Linked DNA regions of Mus musculus: region 1 is linked to region 2. The links are chromatin contacts, called in public promoter capture Hi-C maps. All regions are on one chromosome and are shown on one strand. The core of a region is the stretch at or near the end of the contact, and the rest is flanking DNA. Distances in the headings are between cores, read along the strand shown. Region 1 holds the start of Bhmg1 (basic helix-loop-helix and HMG-box containing 1). Region 2 holds the start of Slc8a2 (solute carrier family 8 (sodium/calcium exchanger), member 2).

Region 1 (5,060 bases), core at 1,382-3,881, 3.0 Mb before region 2:
TGGGCATTTCTTAGAAAAAGATGCTAGCAATAAAGGGGTAGGGCTGGGGACGGGGGTGTCCCCTGCATAAACTGTGGTGTACATAGGCTATTGTCAGGTTTTGAGAAAATGTCTGGGGGGCTGGACTGAAGAATAGGAAATCTTTTAACAACTTGAATCCAGTCAACATTCCTGGGACGGGAGCTTTCCACCAACAGCTTTGACGCTGGGACTTAACTTTCCTAACAAAAATATCAATTTTTATGGAACCTCCCTTTAGCTATCTTCAGAATGGCCTGCTTGTTCTCACCATACATATAAGGTCACAAGAGGGTTACAGAGAGACCTGTGCAGGTCACAAAAGAGAATAAGGAACCTGAAAGCTGGACTGCCCACACAAACCACTATATCTAGATACGACCGGGGCTAGAAGGGTGCTAAAGGTTGTCTCTATGGACCCCATCTGGTCATATCAACCCAGAGTTCTGTGGCTGTCCAGTTTATTGGTAGTTTTTGGTTAGATTAAGACACGATATTGACAGCCACGCTCCTAACTCACGCACCCTACAACGCCTCCTGGTCCTAGAAGCTAACCTGGACCATCGATGACTTCTACCTCCCATCTCTTCAACTGGCCTTGCCGCCCCACCTCGCAATCCCGCAACCCAACCCAATGCATCCGTGGTTAGCCTCTCCCTTCACTCATTTATCCCGGACTCCTATGCCTTTCCATATAACCAGGCTAACTAACCTCCCTCGAAATTACCCACTCAGGGTCTCTGATCTATTCAGCCAGGACTCCAACTCCGCGCCTCACTCCTCCAGCTCCCAATCCCCTTGATAGCTGATTCCAAAGCTCGACTCTCTCCACCTCCAAGACCCCTCCCTAGCCCCCATTCTTCTACTTCCTCGGGCTCCCGTTCCTCTCAATCCCCACCCACAGTGATCTCCCCACACCCAGCCCTTTCTTTAGCCTCAGTTTGCTTCCTCTCGAACCCAAGTCCTGAACACCCCGCTCATACTCTCAAGCACCCGCAGGACCCAGCTTGGGGCTCTCACCATCTCCCCGCGCTGCAGCTCTCCCGACTACGCGGGTTTCCCCCACTCGCTCCTCTCCAGCCTCCCCTTCCGGGTTCTGGCCCCGAAGCCCACTGGGAATTAGAGTACGGGCGGCCATGGACTACAGCTCCCAAGATGCAATACGGTAACTTGGAGGTGGAGTAGGAAACAAACTAGGCGGGCTGAGAGACAGAAACTCTAATTACCAGGAGGCTAAGGGCACACTAAAATACGCAGGCGCAGAAAATTCTCCCGCGAGGGTATCTGGGAAATAGAGTCCAGCCGCCTCCATTTTGGCCCGAGGCCCTTGAAAAGAGAATCGAGGCTACTTCAAAGGGACGTTAGCGAGGGATGAAGAGTTTAGGAAGAACAACTTTATTGATTTATCATGTTAGTTGACAAATAATTAATAATATATGAGTTTTCCCAAACTTTCTCTCCCATTTCTCACCTTCATCTCACTCCCCACACTTGCCTACCACCACCTCCTAATTGGCAAATAAAGAAAACAAGATATCGAAGTGAGGAAAAGCCCAGGCACTATGTTCACATCACAGGTAGAACAGAGCCTCCAGAAGGGCAGGAATCTTGGCAGCATTTCCAAAATGTACGGTTTGAATCTGCCGTGGTGGCACACACTTTTAATCGCACCATTTTGGACGCCGAGGTTAGTGTACCTCTGTGAGTTTGAGACTAGCCTGGTCAAGGGTATGAGACGCTGTGTCAAAAAATAAAGATGAAGCTGGAAAGACTACTCAGAGGTTAGGAAGACATCGCTCTTGCAGAGAATTTGCATTTGCCCCTGAAGATGCCCCTAGAAGCCCCTGTCTAAAACTCCAGCTCTAGGGGCATCTGATGCCTCTGGCATCTGGGGACACCTGCGTGCAGTATTCCTCCCCCCCACCCCCCCAACATGTATACCTAGTTAAAACTAAAATGCTTTTTAAAAATAAATTGTGTAGTTTGTAACCTGAGTTACAAGGTAGTGCATTCCTTGCGTTCCAGACAGACCTGAGACAAAACGGTTACAAGTAGTAGGCAAGCCTGGGCTATATAGCAAGACTGGATCCACACTCAGACACTAAAGGTTACTTTGTTTGCAGCTACAGGAACTGGCATTTCCATGGGGTCTACAAAGCCTCGTTTCAGGGAAAGGTGGCGAAGTTAGCCGCCTGAACAAGGTACTTGACACACAGTGGTCTTTAAGCAGATGCGCCCTAAAGCGAAAGGGTCGGATGGGGACACAGGAGGGCCAGCAGGGGGAGTACAGACACCTCGCGCTTGCGGACACCTGGCAAATCCTGCTGGGGTCTGAGGTAAATAGGTCAGGGGGCGGGGCAAAACAGAGGGCGTGGCCTGAGGAAAGGGCGGGTAATGGAGCAAGAGCTGATTGGCTGATGCTGCGAGCGCGGGAGCGGGAGCACGTGTCGGAGCTGTGGCCCGTGCCCTGCCCCGGGTGCGCGTGCGCACTCGCCGCACTGCCCTTTTCCAACGCTCCTCTGCTCGTGCCTGGCACCGCGTGGCGGGAACGTGGAGGGGGCGTGGCCTCGCCTCAGGCGCTCTGGTGCCTTCGCGCCACAGCCTCGCGCCCTGCCATTCTTCGCTCGGTCTGCGCGTCGGGAGGCACGCGGTCTGCATCCCTGGGACCCCGCGAGCCGCGGGAGCCGCGCGAGCCGCTGCCGGAGCCTTCAGACTGTCGAAGCGTGAGCCCAGTGCCAAAGCAGAAGTCGAGGCTTAACGCCATATTGCAAATCTTGAGGTGAGTGCTGGTGACCAACGGGTGTGGGGCGGCAGACGCCCTGGCTCTAGCTGGCTTGAGGTAGCGGGGAGATGGTGAGGAGTCGTCAGAGTCACACCCTGCGGCCGTGACCCCCTAGGGAGCTCTAGGTCGGATGGAGAGGGACCCCAGAGCTCGAGACCGGTTTGAGGGTAGACTTTGTGTTTGAGGGAATCCAGGCTGGGTTTCTGGAAAGTTATTAGTGGCGTTTGAGACATGGGGTCTCCTGTTCGAGGCTCGGCTTTTGGAAGCTGAAGACGGGAGATCTGGAAATCTTAGTTTGGGGTTCCAGGGGTTACGTTCGGAGGGTCAGAGGTCTAATTTGACAGGGTTGGGGCTTTTCAGTATCAGTGGAGACCATCAAAGCAGGAAAATAGGCTCTGGAGTGGGCACGGCTTGGGTCTTTGAGAATTAATTTTAAAGCCTGGAGTCGTCGTGCTACTCATTGCGTATAGGTGTCAATTTAGGGTTCCAGGTCTCAGTGGGATGCATGCGTGAGGTCTAAGTTTTCTAAGAAGGAAATCACAATGTGAGGATCTGAAGGGACAGTTTTAGAGTTTAGAGATATTTATTGTAGGACATGAAACACATTTTTAAAAATTATTTTTTCGAGGCTGGAGAGATGGCTCAGTGGTTAAGAGCATTCACTGCTCTAATGAAGGTCCTGAGTTCAAATCCCAGCAACCACATGGTGGCTCACAACCATTTGTAGTGAGATCTGGTGTCCTCTTCTGGGGTGCCTGAAGACAGCTACAGTGTACTTACATATAATAAATAAATAAATCTTTTTAAAATTTTTTTTTCACTTTACATCCCAATATCAGCCCTCCTCTCCTCTCAGTCCCTCCTACCCCTCTGGTAGGTCCTCCCCCAGTGCCCCTCTCCTTCTCTTCTGAGAAGGGGAAGCACCCCTTGGGTATTCCCACTACATTTGGGGTGGTGAGGGTTTTTCTTTTTTCTTTTTTTTTTATACCCTGGATATCCTTCCTCTAGGATTTGGGGTTTTCAGTGTTAAGGCTTGTGGTCTGAGCTGGCTGTGGTAATTCACACATATAACCTTTTATGATTTGGAGTCCAGCCTGACTACATAAACCTGAGCTGGTATAAGGTGAGACTGTGTGGGGGTTGGGGGGCAGTTAGTGGTTTGTGATCTTGATATTAGGAGTGTAATCCTATTTGAGGTTCAATAGTCAACATTTTGCACATCCATGACTTTTGGTTTGTTTTTGTTTTTGTTTTTTGAGACAAAGTTTCTCTGTATAGCCCTGGCTGTCCTGGAACTCACTTTGTAGACCAGGCTGGCCTCGAACTCAGAAATCTGCCTGCCTCTGCCTCTCGAGTGCTGGGATTAAAGGCATATGCCACCATGCCCAGCTTTTTTGTTTGGTTGTTTTGTTTTGTTTTGTTTCATCCAGGACTTTTTATTTATCTGTTAGTTTGTTTAGTGGTGGCATAGGATTTTGTTTGCTTTTGTCTGATTTTTTTTTTTTTTTTTAAATGAGACAGGGTTTTACTCTATAGCCCTGGCTGGCCAGGAACTCACAGAAATCTGGCTGCCTCTGCTTCCAGAGTCCTGAGATTAAAGGGATAGGCCACCAGTCCGGGTTAGATTTTTTTTCTTTTTTTTTTCTTTTTAGTTTTTCAAGTCATGGTTTCTCTGTGTAGCCCTGGCTGTCCTCAAACTCAGAAATCAGCCTGCCTCTGCCTCCCAAGTGCTGGGATTAAAGGCATGTGCCACCACTGCCCGGCTGCCACGGACCGGGCCTAATTGGGCCCCCTCAATCCGTGGGAATCAGGGGCAGCTAGATTTTTTTTCTAAGATTTACTTATTTCTTATATGTAAGTACACTGTAGTGTGTGTCTTCAGACACACCAGAGGAGGGCATCAGATCTCATTACAGATGGTTGTGAGCCACCATGTGGATGCTAGGATTTGAACTCAGGACCTCTGGAAGAGCAGTCAGTGTTCTTAACCGTTGAGCCAATCTCTCCAGCCCTAGATTTTTTTTTTAAACAAATCTGAAATTCCAGTTTCCCATTTTTCTTTTTATTGTGATCTATTTTTTAACCCCTTGATTGTGTGAGGGAGTGAGATAAGGCTCTGCCTCACGTTGTTTACTACGTTAGATAGGGCGGCCAGTTCTGTCAGAGGGAACCGATTTTTTTTTTTTATTATTTTATGTGTGAGTGTTTTGCCTGCATGTATGTATGTGTACTACATGCATGGAATTTCTGGGGTAAATCA
Region 2 (4,452 bases), core at 1,862-4,361:
AAGAGATAGGAAGAGAGAATTGACTCTACACAGTTGTCCTCTGACCATCCACATCCACACAATAACAAATAAAAAATAAGCACACAGGAGCGCCCGTCCATTCTCCTTCCAGGATATTCCACAACTCCAGTCTCAGAGGACTGTGGATCCCTCCCTTGCTTGCATGGCCTCTGGCCCCCCTGCTCTGTTTCAGGCATTCTAGCCTCTGCTGTTTCTCCCTTGGGGCCTGAAGCCCGCTCTTCCTTGGGGCTCTGACTGTGCTCTCCACAATGACACCCCTGGCCTTTGGAGAGGACTCTTTCACTCAGTTCACAAAGTAGAGGATCAAGGCTCAGAGAAGTGAAACAATTTGCACAGATCACCCAGCATCCACTCCCCCCAGAAGGTGCCCAAGGTCTGAGCTCCTGGCTCCACCCTCAGGTTGTTATGGTAACCCAGTTGCCTATTATAGAGAAAAGGCAGCCCGAGGAGCTGTCACCTGAGCCTGCTGCCCATTAGAAATGCCTTGGGGTGCCTCGAGCCTTGTCTCCAGGAATTTCCACCTTCTATGTCAGTCTGAAAGTTCCTCTCGAAGTCTAACCCACAGCCTACCCTCAATTCACACCCACAGACCAGGAGCCCGCTCTGGGGGAGGGAGGCAGTATGTTGGCAGAACTTCCCGAAAAGGAGTGGAGTGTGTGTGTGTGTGTGTGTGTGTGTGTAGGCAGGGGCGGGGAGAGGGGTGATTCTTAAAGAGCCGATACACAGTTAGCCCCCTAGACAAGGCCTTTAATGATATATCTAATTAGCAGCCCCTAATTAGCAAACACTCATGCGTAATTATGAACCCACCAGGATCCCAAGCAGACTTCCCTTTGCTTCTCCCTCCTCCCTTTTTGGGTTTTGGGAGAGACAGGGAAGACCCTGTAAGTCAAGAATCATCTAACTGCCTCTTTGGGGGAGGGTGAGATGCCTGGGAAGTCCTAGTTCAAGTCTAACCAATTGTTCGTCCAGGTTCAGTCCTTCAGGAACACCAGGGTCAGTGGACTAATGTTTGCCCGCCCAGAGGCAGGGTCTATTTGATCCCTTTTTGCTGTCACACTGATTCCTCCCCCCCATCTCCTAGTCTTGGAAGAGGGACTCAGGAGAGAAAGCACTAGATAAATATTTGTGAAACACTTGGACAAGAGGCCTGAGCATTGTCTGTCTGTGGCTGGGGCGGCCACAGTTACTGCTCCAGGCTTTCTCCTCTGAGTCTTGAAAGCTAATCTGGGTGTAGACTCAATGTCGAAAGGATCAGGTTGAGTCCAGGGAGGGCCGGCAGGGCAGATGGTAGCACCCTCTCAGTGTTGCATCTTCAAGGCCGTCTCTCCACCAACCTCATAGGCTGCTGGCCAGCTGGGATAGTGGTGAGTGTCCTGTTCTGCCTGGCCTGTCTCTGGGGGATTCTGGAAAGTCAGGTGGAACTCCTCAAGGCAGCCATAGAGGGTGAGGACCTGGCGCGTATACTGACTGCTGGGGGTGGGGGCGATCCAAAGCAGAGTGGGAATACAGAATTCAGAACACACATACACACACACACACACACACACACACACACACACACACACACACACTACTCTTTCCATCAACCACACAGGGCCCCACCACACACACAGTTGCAGATTGCAGACTAAACTGAGACCAGTAGGGAGAGAAAGGACTTGGTCAAGTCAGAGGCAGAACACAAATGTGGCATTAAGGCGTGGAGCTCCTAACCCAGTGATCTTTTAAGCCATCTGGAATCCCCACGCGCCTTCCACGCAGGGCGGGTATCTTGTAGGCAGAAAGCTCACCCCAGCTCTGGCCCAGGTGTTGGTTAGCACCTCGCCTACCTTCTCTGGAGCCCTTCCCGAGGGAAGGAAAACGTCAGGCTGAGCCCCTTTGTAGAGTCCCCAGAAGGTTTCTGCTTTCCCACCCAACCTCGCTGTGAAGGTGTGAGGCTGGAGGAAGTGAGACTGTGAGAAGGACCTGTCTAGCCTGATCTTAGAACAGTGCCCAGGAGTAGCACAGTGCCTCAGAGTTGTCCAAAGAATGAATGGACAGTGAGAGATATGGGAGTTAGACTTTGGAAGGACTGGTCAAATGTTATTACACTGGTTAGGCTGTAGGCAGGACCAGTCTCAGAAAGTCAAGGTTGAGAGGATGGAGAGACCTGGGCTAAAATGGGGTGAGGAGGAGTTGGGGGCACTTCAGGCCCTCGGGGGAGTCCACACTGCGGGGAATCTGCCTCCTCCAGGTTCCCCGTGCATCAGGGGCGGAGACAGAGGTGTGTGGGTGTGAGTTGGCTGCAGGCAGAGGGAGAAGAGGGAGGGGAGAGACAGACCCAGGTGCCCAGAGACGGACAGACAGACATACACCATACACATGGCGCACGCTGAAAGCGGAGCAGCCAGGACTCAGAGCCAGGGCTCAGAAAGCCCCCGCACTTGACGATGCGGCGCAGCCTGGATTCCCGCAACCCCAGAGGCTCCGGACGGCCACGCCGGGCTCTTACCTGCCTTGCGGCCGGGCCGGTCCCCGCTGGGCCCCCGCGGTGGGCGCCTCCGCCCGAGGAGAAAAGGGAGAAAGAGGGAGAGGAGCCGGGGACTGAGGGAGAGCAGGGAGGAGGGAGGAGAGGGGATGCGAGGAGGGGAACCGGGAAGGGGCCGGGAGGAGGGCGGAGCCCAGGGGAGGGGGCGGGGACAGAGAAAAGGGGGGAGTTGAGAGAGCAGCCCCGGAGAGGGGGCTAGACTGGAGAGGTAGGGGAATACAGCTTGGGAGGAGGCCGGGGGAAGGGGGCGGGGACAGAGGAACTGGGGCGGGGGAATCAGCCGTTAAGAGAGTCTAGGCTGAAGGAGGGAGTTGCCGCTGACGGGAGGGGGTGGGACAAGTGAGCTGGGGAAAGGACCACCAGGAGGTGGGAGAGAGGAAATTTAGGCAGGGTGGTGTGTGGGAACAGGGTAGTTGTGGGTTGGAGGACAGGGACAGCCTGGAAGAGGGAGGAGTTGAAGGAGGAGAGAGAGTGGGCACAGGGGAGCTGGGGAAAGGACCACCAGGAGGAGGGATATAGTCGCTGGAGGAAAAGAGGAGCCAGGAGAGGGTAGGGTTTATGGGAGGGAGTGAGGCCTGGGAGCTCAGACTAGAGAACCGCCGAGGGAGGAGCCAATATGAGGAGGCGTGACCAGGGGCGGGGCTACAGAACAGAGACTATGCCCTGCAAAGGGGCAGGAGGGAGGAGCCCGGAAAGGGGCGTAGCCAAGGAAGCTAGTGGGTGGTAGAGGGGCTTGGCAGGGCTGGGGCTGCAGGTTGCCCAATCTTGGGGTTCAGCACTAGAATCCGAGGACAGCGATGGAGGGCGCAAGTTCGTACACCAGTCTGTGCTGTGGTATCCCAGTCCCTCTCTTTGATCACACACGCATAGCAACCCCTCCATACAAGGGCCCAGAGATGTAGTCATTGCTACAAATAGCCACAGGCTGGCAGACCTGGGGGAAGTGGGGGAAGGAATGTCGGGAGGCAGATCTTTCCAAGTTCACAGGCTCAGCCTGCTCAGAGCACCTTACAGAAGACAGGGAACTGCTACCAGAGTGCCCAGGTACGACAAGAACCATTCCCTCTGCCCCTGCCACGCCAAAACACGGTCTCACTCCCAATCCCCAGAGGTAGATGTTGTTAGCTCCATTTTGACATTACGAGGGGGAAACTGAGGCAGCAACTGTGGCTTCAGGTTCTGTATCTTTACCGCATGCTGTACTGCCTCTTGGCTCGCAAGGCAAGGAAGGATCAAGATCACCCAGTGTGGCGGCACACATCTGTTTGATCCCCATACTCAGGGGGCTGAGACAGGAGGATGGCTGAGTTCCAAGCCATCCCCATAGCAAGACCTAGATCAAAACAGTTTTGGGGGAGGGGGCTGATGATGTGGACCAGTTGGTAGCATGTTTGCCAAACATGCACTAAGCCTGGGCTCTGCCCTCAGTACAGTATACACTATGCATGGTGGTGCATGCCTGCAATCCCAGCAATCAAGAAGTGGAGGTGAATCAGGAGTTGAAGGTTACCCTTGGCTAGAGGCCAGCTTTAGCTACATAAGACCCCTTCTTAACTTCCCCCCAACTGCCAAGTCCTAAGCCAAACGTCCTAGGATTCTGAAGCCTTCAGGTGGTTGACTACAACTAGGTGCACAGGTGCAAGCACTCATGCCTGCAAGTGCACACATGCACACACCTCAGGATGTGTGCATCACTCGCCTTCCCATCACTACCCTCAGGACAAACGCCACTCCAGGCTCCCTCTTTCTAGAGGACAGGTGACAGGTGCTGAGCACAAAATGGTACAACAGGAAGAGAAGGCTGGCTTTGCCAGCAGCGTGCCCGCTGCCAGCTCTGGAGGGACACTCTTGGGCCTGCTGCCAGGAGAGGGAAATTCCAACTCCCTGAAGCTTCCCACGCT

Evidence for each region. Capture Hi-C pulls out chosen DNA fragments and counts their contacts.
Region 1: a contact with region 2 is called in a promoter capture Hi-C map of adipose tissue, with 2.3 times the contacts expected there. The contact joins the promoter of Bhmg1 here to the promoter of Slc8a2 in region 2. A contact is called at or near these places in 2 of 39 promoter capture datasets (embryonic stem cells and hippocampal neurons), 1 of 115 datasets of contacts at active chromatin or transcription factors (astrocytes) and 3 of 9 other capture datasets (adipose tissue, liver and pancreatic islet).

Annotation. Positions count from the first base shown.
Region 1 is chr7:19,115,915-19,120,974 of GRCm38.p6, reverse strand. Bhmg1 (basic helix-loop-helix and HMG-box containing 1) reads left to right here and starts at 2,631. Exons shown (of 13, transcript NM_001370811.1): 1 at 2,631-2,797. Fbxo46 (F-box protein 46) reads right to left here and starts at 1,116. Exons shown (of 2, transcript NM_175530.3): 1 at 1,039-1,116.
Region 2 is chr7:16,128,485-16,132,936 of GRCm38.p6, reverse strand. It overlaps Slc8a2 (solute carrier family 8 (sodium/calcium exchanger), member 2), which reads right to left and starts at 3,111. Exons shown (of 10, transcript NM_148946.3): 1 at 2,516-3,111.